Regions from separate parts of the Callithrix jacchus genome. Here region 1 is linked to region 2. Evidence: chromatin contacts called from public Hi-C data. All regions are on one chromosome and are shown on one strand. Each heading gives the region's core, a stretch centred on a gene start, on an enhancer-like site or on the middle of the called end of the contact. The rest is flanking DNA. Distances are from core to core; before and after follow the strand shown. Region 1 holds the start of E2F3 (E2F transcription factor 3). Region 2 holds the start of CDKAL1 (CDKAL1 threonylcarbamoyladenosine tRNA methylthiotransferase).

Region 1 (4,174 bases), core at 398-2,897, 140 kb before region 2:
AGAGTGAGACTGTCTCAAAAAAAAAAAAAAAAAAAAAAAAATTGTGTCACTTCTACCAGTGTCAACAAATGTTAAGGGCTATGGATCTTCAACTAGCTTGAATGTAAGACTAAAATATTCCTGAGCCTGGTGCAAGGTTTAATAGGACTTTTAACTCATCTGCTTCAGAAAAGGTAACAAGACTAAAATATTAAGGAGTCCAAGTCTGAGATGACACATCTTATCAGGTCTTTCGTAGCATTCTGAGTGTGAGTTTTGGGAAATTAATAATGATGATAACGAAAATCTTGTGAAAGGGCTCAAGGTGTTGCAATCCTCATCACCTATGAGCAGCAGCAATTCAGGAGCTGTTTTGCACGTAACTATAAATTATGAGCTACCCTCTACATATATACCTTTCCCCACTTTCCTGCAGGGGTCTCTTTTCCTGATCAGTCTTAGGAGCAATCTTTAAGACCCATGAATATTTCACCAATTCAGGAGTCAGCTTGACAATCATTTCACATTTTTCTATGACAATTTCTAGTTTACTAAACAAACAAAAACCACTATTTAAAAAATGTTTTGGGATAGGTTTGAGTCGTGTGTTTGCTTCCAGTCAGAGAACTTCCTACAGAACTGAAGATATAAAGTGCCGATGCCCGGGCGTGCCAGCGTTCGTTGGGGGCACGACGTCATCTGGGAAGCGTGTTCTTTTTCGGATTACTGCTTGGAGGATTAGAAACCGGCAGATCAGTTCTAGGTTAGCCCTGATTAACTGCCCTGGGTGTTTCTGGGCCAGAGGGAATGTATGCTGGATTCAAACCAATACTCGTTGTAAGATAAAAGAGTTAATTTTTTACTTTACCCCTATCCAGGCCAATAATGAAGGTATTGGGAATGATCTGGAATTTTAACTGGTGCCCGCAACCGCGTCTGCTGAACCTTCTGCCCCCACGATTCTGTCTGCCCACATGCTTCTGTCTATCAGCCCCGGCCTCGGGATCAGCTCTCGCCTTGTCATTGGTTGGATTTCAGGAAGGGAGAAGCCCACGATTTAAAGGGCTCCTTTTCCACCTGCCAGGCATCGTCCTCATGGTCCAACTTGCTTTTGGCATATATTTGGAAGAATCTCCTGCTGTTGTTCGTATATTGCACTGACTGGTCAAAGGAAAAAGAGTGTCCCCTTAGTCACCCTGACAATTCCCAAAAGCGAAACTTGCGCTCTAGACTAGATCTACACTGAGTCTGCAGGGCGCTGAGTCCCTGCCCAGGTCAGTAGCTCCGGCCCGGCGGGCGGGCAGGGACAAGGGCGGAGCCTAGGCCAGGCGTGGTCTTCCGTGGGAGAGAAGCAAAGTCTTTGCCCCACCCCCTAAAAACTGCTCTTCTCACAGCCAATCAAGGAGACCTATGCAAATAGGGTCCCTGTCACCCCGGTAACCATAATGCCCGGCAGCCAATGGAAACCAGCAAGTCGCGGCCCTGCTCCACGATTGGGAGTGAATTAAAAAGATAGAGGCCCAATGGGCTGTGGGAACGGTCCTCGGCGGGTTGAGGGGCGGGGATATGCAAATATGGTTTGAAAAGCCGGCGGGAAATCTGAGTTTCGCGGGAGGACCTTGGCGCGTAAACCGTATCCCTTCATTCATTGTCAGCAGCAGCTTCCTGGAGCCATTTTTCAGCTGCCGGCCGCAGCACCCGGGCTGCCGCCGCCGCCTCGCAATCCGTTGCATCGGCCGCCGCCGACGCCTCCATCCCCGATTGGGGCCCGATATCCGTGCGACCGGGACCCTCCTCTCTCCAGAGCCCCGATCATTTTTGGCCCCCGGGGCCTGTGCGGTGCGGAAAAATAAAAAGAAAAGAGAGAGAGGGGGCTCGGAAGCGCCGGGCGGGGAGGAGAGAAGGAGAGACTTGGAAACTCCGACTGCAAATAATAAAGAAATTGAAAAAATACATTAATATATCGTAACACTAAAAAGAGCAGGAGCGAGAGATGAGAAAGGGGATCCAGCCCGCTCTGGAGCCGTACCTGGTGACCGCCGGGGGTGGGGAGGGGGCGGCTGTCGTCGCCGCCGCCGCTGCAGCCTCCATGGACAAAAGGGCACTGCTAGCCAGCCCCGGCTTCGCCGCCGCCGCCGCCCCGGGCGCGTACATCCAGATCCTCACCACGAACACTTCCACCACCTCCTGTTCCTCCTCCCTCCACAGCGGCGCCGTCGCCGCCGGCCCCCTCCTCCCCAGTGCCCCCGGCGCGGAGCAGACCGCCGGCAGCCTCCTCTACACCACGCCGCACGGACCCTCCAGCAGAGCCGGGCTGCTGCAGCAGCCACCAGCGCTGGGACGAGGCGGCGGCGGCGGCCCTCCGGTAATACCCTTCCACCCCACCGTCCCCAGCCCAGGCGGGAGGTGGGCTTGCACCGCACGGGTCGTGGGCGCGCTGCAGGGCGAGCATCGTGGGCCTCGGGGGCTGCCCCTCCGGCGAGGGTTCATTGTTGACCTGAGTGCTCTCCCCCGCGCCAGGAGGGCCGGGGGGCTCGGCCAGGCGCGCGGGGCGGCGGGGGTTGCCTGGGCGCGAACCACCTCCAACACTCCAAAACTTTTCTCGGCCCCCCCACTTCTTTTCCTGCACTTTTCCCTACCCCCACTGTCCCTTCCCCTCCAACTCGAAGCTTCCTCTTTCTCGGGCGTAGGAAGGGGTCACGCCCCGGATGGAGAAGGGGGTGGGGGAGGGAGTAGTGAACCGGGGTGCTGGGGGCTCCAAGGGGTGGAAACCGGGGGACCCTTGGGGTGCATGCCCTCAACCGGCCTCGGAGGTCCGTTGGTCGCCGGGGGTCCCTGCGGCGTGCTCCGAGCGCAAGGGATTGGCGGGGCTGCGCTTGACACATTTTAGGATCTGTAACTCCCGGCAACAAAGGGGCTGGGGGAGGTGGAGGGGAGTCGGGCGTGGGGGAGGTGGGGCTGGAAGCCGGGTGCGGACTGGGGCGTGGGCTCTCTGGGGTGAGGGGCTCGCAGGCTGGCGCTCCGGCCTGGGCGCATCCTGGCGGTGGCAGCGGCGGCGCCCGCGTGGCCCGAGCGCCCAGGCCTTCCTCGCCGGGCCCCGGGCCTGCCCTTGACCCGCCTCTCCACTTGCCCCTTCCTTCCCCGCCCTGTCCCCCTCTCCGCCCCCCGGCGACGGAGGGCGGGGGCAGCCGGGTTCCCGTCCCGCCGCCTGGGTCTGTCCCTCTCTCCCGGACCCGCCGGTGACGTTTCGCACACGTGCGCGGAGGACGCGCCTGTGACTGGGGAGGAGGCGGCGGCGGGAGGGGGCGCTGGAGGGGGAGAGGGGGGCACCCACTTCCTCCTGCTCGCCGGCTCCCTGGCCTGGGACGGTCCCAGCGCCCTCGCACCCGTCCCCGGCACCGCCACCCTCCCTCTCCTCTCCCCACCCCCCCACCGGCGCCCGCCCTCGCCCGGCGCCGCCGGTCTCTTCGGCCCTCCGGGCCCCCTCTCCAGCCGGTCCCCCACCTCCCCCTGGAGCTAGGCTGGTTTCGGAAATGCCCTTACAGCAGCAGGTTAGTGACCGGGACGGCTCGGGGGCCGCCGACGCCGCGGGGGCACCGAATTCTGTTGGGGGCTGGAGCGGTGAGGGTAGGCGGTTGAGCGGGGTTTTGGAGTGGGAACGGGGGGTTGGGTGCTCGAGGGAAATGAGTAAGCAAGAAAAATCTAACTAAGTAAATGCCCCGGCCTCCTGTTCTAGGAACCTCGGAGCGGGAGTGCCTGCCCCAGGGGGTGGCTGTGGTGTTTACGTGGATTTTTTTTCTAGGGGACGAATGGATGGGCGATAGAAAACCGGAGGGGGCTTGTCGCCAATGGCCGAGTTGAGCTCTGTTTTCTGTGTTCTTTCCCTTGTGCTGGAGGGGGAGGGGGGCGGGTCAGAGGGTAGGGTGTCTGTAGGATTCCCGGGCCACCCGCCACCCCCTCCCTTTGTCCCTGTAATTTATAAAGCGCCTTTGAGAGATGATTTAGGTCAGTATGCGGCTTCTCTTTTTGTTGGTACTAGAAAGAAGTGTGGCCCGGAGGTCTCCCCCTTTCTCCTTTTCTCGCCTTCATTCCCTTCCTCCATGCCTCTGGGTCTTCACCCTCGTGGTGAGGCTTGGCCTCCGCGGGGCTAGAACCGAACCAGACTCAGTGAGATCCATGGTAGCTTGATCATACC
Region 2 (4,691 bases), core at 2,028-4,527:
AGAGGGTAAGAATTGTCTAACTTCTTTGTTGTCCATATTTTCTTTTCAATTTTTACTGTGAAGGCCATCATAAAATATTGAATCAAGCACTCTGAAAGCGAACAGATTTTATTCCACTTTTCCTTGATCCCTTTTTATCTCTCCAGTGTTTTTTATGTATTTGAAATTTTGCATTATTGTTGCTTTCTTCTGAAATATTCATATAGAGTTGTTAAAAAAACTGAAGTCAGACTGTGTAAGCTTCAGGTTTCTTTTCTGTTAAAAAAGATAACAAAATAATAACAGTCCTCATTTACAGGGTTACTTACAGGGCTATTTGTGGTTATTGGCACACATTTATAAGTGCTTGAAAAAAAACTTAGCTTTATTATTATTTTATAGATTCACTTGCATTTTTAATGTTCTTGGTGTACAGCAATTGGTTTGTTTACTTCCAAATATTTATAAAGCATTTATTGTTATATTGTTGGCTGAAAAAGCAATAACAAGGTAGGGTAGTGTATGTTTATGAAGCTTAAATTTAAGAAACAAAGCATAAATATACATGTATCTATATTTGAGACAGAGTTTCACTTTTGTTGCCCAGGCTGGAGTGCAATGGTGAATCTCAGCTCACTCCCACCTCCACCTCCTGGGTTCCAGTGATTCTCCTGCCTCAGCCTCCTAAGTAGCTGGGATTACAGGCATGAGCCACCTCACCCAGCTAATTCTGTATTTTTAGTAGAGATGGGGTTTCACCATGTTGGTCAGGGTGGTCTCAAACTCCTGACCTCAGATGATCCATCTGCCTTGGCCTCCCAAAGTGTTGGGATTATGTGCGTGAGCCACCGCTCTGGGCATCACCTGGTTGTTTTTCAAAAGCTGTACAGTTACTATAAATATATTTAACCAGTCCTCTATTGAAAAGCTGGAGAGGGTTTCCAGCCTTTTGCTATTCTAAGGAATGCTTCAAAAAAGACTCTGGAACATAGGTCATTATGTGTATTTCTGTAAGATAAATTCCTAGAGGTAGGGTCAGTGACTTCAAATGATTTAGACTAAAGGTGCTTCGAGAGGTTTCACCCATTTGTTTAGTTGCTGTAGCCAAACCTTGGAAACATCCTTTCTTCCTCTCTTCTCATACTTATCAATCACCAAGTCCTGCTGATGTTACCTCCTCAATTCTGTTTGAATCTGTCCTTCCTTCCCATTCATTCCTCACAGCCAGCAACTCAATTTAGGCTTTTACTATTTCTTCATGTCTGAAATATGGCCCTCGAAACCATTGTCCTGAGGGAAGAATCTGCTTGGATACATTCACGCTGCCTACTGCATACATCCAGGGTTCAGGCTAACGTCTTTGAGCATACGAGGCTCACCTTGATCCAGTCCCTGTGCTTCCGCTTCTCTGGCAGACTTCTTCCATGACCAGCTTCGCTCTCTCTGCTTTTACACTGTGGAATAATTCATCATTTCAGGCCTCCTTGCATTTGCTCCAGCTGACTCTCCGGCCTGGAATGCCTTCATCCATTTCTCTTACTTCACTTTTGCGTTCCTGTGCATTCATCTTTCGTGGTGATTGCTATTCTCTACTGAAATGAATTTCCTCAAACTAGCCTGCAATTGCAATTGGGAGTACTTTTTTGTCTTTCTTTTTAGCTCTAGCATCTATTACAGTGCTTGTGGTCCTGGGGTGCATACTCAGTAAAATTTCCTTTACTGAACTCAACTAGATCTTGGGGGAAAAGGGATGGAGTCTTTCATTCTTCATCCAACATATGTTTATTGAGAAGCTATAAACATAGGCACAAGGTTATGTGCTAGGCAGTGCAATTACAACCAAGAAGATAACCCAGGGCCTACTTTTGGTCTAGTGAAAGAGATGGAATTAGATGGGTGTGGTGGTGCATACCTGTAGTGCCAGCTACTTGGGAGGCTAAGGGGCATGAGAACTGCTTGAGCCCAGAAGGCAGAGGTTGCAGTGAACTGCGATCATGCCACTGAACTCCAGCCTGGGTAACAGAAGACCATATCTCTTTTTTTCTTTTCCTTTTTCTTTTTATAATTCAGTCTCCATAGAGACTGTCAAAAATTACCAATGCCGACTATATTTCAAGTCGTCATGGAAGGGTATTGGGAAAAGTTTTCATTTGGCAATAATCGCACCTCCGATAAACCTCATGGGCTACGATACTGCCACTGAGCAAAACTAGAAGACCATATTAAAAAAAAAAAAAAGGCAGGGCAACATAAATACACAATTTTAATTCAGATGGGTAAAGGCAGCAGTGGGTCCCAGGGCACAGTTTAGATTATTTTATGGATACAGATACACAGAGAAAAGGGTGGCTTTTGTTTTATTTATTTATTTATTTATTTATTTATTTTTTAGAGACAGGGTCTCATTATGTTCCCCAGGCTGTTTTCAAACCTCTGAGCTCAAGCGAGCCTCCCATATCAGCCTCTTGAGTGGATGGGAGGCATTTTAATTAGATGAAACTGTACTAGGAAAGGCATCTGCAAAACAAGGTAATTGCCCCAAATCACTGTGAAACCCAAGTCAGGCGTGAAACTCATGACTTCTGCCCCTTGTCCATGGCCTATTGCCTCCTATTCCCTTTACTCTTTAAAGGAAAGACATTCTTCTGGTAAACACGTGGTCAAATATAGTGTCTAGGGCAATGAATAATCAAGGAGATAACATATGTAAAGCAAGCGGGTGGCGATCAGTATACTCCATCCAAGTTTTTTCCTCAATAGGTGCCCGCTGAACTGCCATCTAAGCTTTCCAAAACAAAAAAACCTGGGTGGTGCTAAAAGATGTAGAGTCAGCGAAATCTACCCCAGCTGACCTTTACCCCTCCTGTTTTTTAATATTAAAGAAGAGACCCCCTTTTCCCAAATGATTGAGGAGGCTAGTACAATGCAGTGAGAAGAGCAAGTTCTTTGGGAATCAAGACAGCGTCGGATCCAGCCCAGCAGACAGCACGACTAGCAAAGCAACTTAGGGCCAGTCCTTTAACTTCCAGTGTCCTCTTTTGTAAACTGGGAATAGTAATAATAAATAGTGAAATCATGTTTATGCAAAGTACTTAACCCAGTGTCTGACAGGTAAGAGCTCAGGAAAAATTGGCTATTAACCGTTTCTAGGAACCCGAGGACTTGGGGTTGTTACTTTAGTTTTTGGAATCAAAGGCACTTCAGGCGTACACATTGCTAAACGCAGTGAAACCAGAACTAGCACTGTCAGCAATGACGTAATTTGACCGCTTCGGGCCACCGTCGCCGAGCATGCGTAAATACACGTGGCGGGCCGCATGTGTCATGGCGCCCTCCATCTAAAGTCCGGGTAGCTTCCGGAGAGTGGCGGCTTGATCTCTCACTTTGGACTGGTTTTTACTCACCGGCTTCTGGGTAAGAGTGGCGGATGGGTCCTTGCGGGGCAGAGTGTGGCCAGAGCTCCTTTTATGGCCAAGCCTTGTTTTCTCCAGTTTCAGTCTTTCTCGGGCTGTTTGTTCATTTGTTTCGTAGTTAAAAGGGAATTTGCCAGCTGGGATGGGGGCATTGGGAGGCAGATGGGGCTTCCAGGAGCGAGTTGGGTCTTCGGCCTCAGGTGCTGCTCGCCTGTTAGGTGTATTTTAGGCATCTCGTTTTTTATTTTCAGATTTAACTTCATTTGTTCTCCCACTTTATACCTTAGTGAATTTCTAGATGTTACAAGGCTCTCGCAGTTACATAGCTTTCCCCGAGCAGTATCTTAAGAATTTAAGCAGAAGTCATTGAGAAAAACAGGTGTGTTGCTTTTTCACTTTCCGTTCTTCTTTACTCATAAAACCTTTTTCTGAATCTCGGGACACTTAACTTTCGGATGGAATGTGATCTGGATGTCTACTTACCTTATTGACTTATTCCTGTTCTGTAGTAGTTGGTTACTCGCGCTATGCAGACGTGTTGTAGTGCTGGATATAGTATTTATTACTAAGTCCAGGCAGTGGTTCACAGTCATGGCAGATGTCAGCACACCTGTTGTAATCAGTAAGAATTAGCAGTAGTATGGAGCATCGTAGATCTTGCTGTATAAAGCAGTCTTTTATGGAGTCTGATTCCTTTTAAGTAGAGTCCTTATAGTGGTTTTGCGAACTTCTTGGGTGCTTGCTTTTCTTAATCAACTTTTATTTTCCAGACTCATCTTTCAAGAGGACTTTAGACTAATTGCAGATAATTAAGGTACTAATTTATCTTAAAACCTTTTATGTTTTAGTGGTGTGCATATTTCTGCATGTTAGAAAATGCAGAGAGGTAGCCTAATTTCTTAGCTATTTGCCACTGTCAAGTTACGGAAACACTGTGCTTTACATACCACTAAATCAAAGAGATATTTTCATTTATTTTACTTAGTCTTTCATTTTCCTTCAGTGGCACTGGTCATGTCCATTTGTTTGACATGCTCTCTTTCTTTGCCTTCCATGGCCCATGGATTTTTTTTCTTCTCTGGTGGCTGCTTCTTGGAATCCATTATAAGCTATTTTCCTCTATCTGTCAGTTAAATTTGGAGTTGCTCAAGTCTTGGTCCTGTACTTTCTACTACCTCTGTTCTCTTTTTCTTTCCCTCTGGGTGATGTAATCCACATGCCTGTCAACAGTTATTTATTTTCTTGATTCTAGCCATCCTAATGGGTATGAAATGATATATTTTTGTAGTTTTGATTTCA

What was found. A called contact is a pair of places that touch in the nucleus more often than the background predicts.
Region 1: a contact with region 2 is called in a Hi-C map of skeletal muscle, with 3 times the contacts expected there. The contact joins the promoter of E2F3 here to the promoter of CDKAL1 in region 2. A contact is called at or near these places in 3 of 3 Hi-C or Micro-C datasets (induced pluripotent stem cells and skeletal muscle).

The regions. Positions count from the first base shown.
Region 1 is chr4:10,390,341-10,394,514 of calJac240_pri, reverse strand. It overlaps E2F3 (E2F transcription factor 3), which reads left to right and starts at 1,647. Exons shown (of 7, transcript XM_035294797.3): 1 at 1,647-2,344. The coding sequence starts at 1,973. LOC144582297 reads right to left here and starts at 2,431. Exons shown (of 3, transcript XM_078370543.1): 1 at 2,194-2,431; 2 at 2,009-2,140; 3 at 1,222-1,903. The coding sequence starts at 2,431. The coding sequence ends at 1,368.
Region 2 is chr4:10,251,897-10,256,587 of calJac240_pri, reverse strand. CDKAL1 (CDKAL1 threonylcarbamoyladenosine tRNA methylthiotransferase) reads left to right here and starts at 3,277. Exons shown (of 18, transcript XM_078368221.1): 1 at 3,277-3,393; 2 at 3,680-3,771; 3 at 4,163-4,206. It overlaps LOC118153195 (U4 spliceosomal RNA), which reads right to left and starts at 2,190; the gene lies at 2,050-2,190.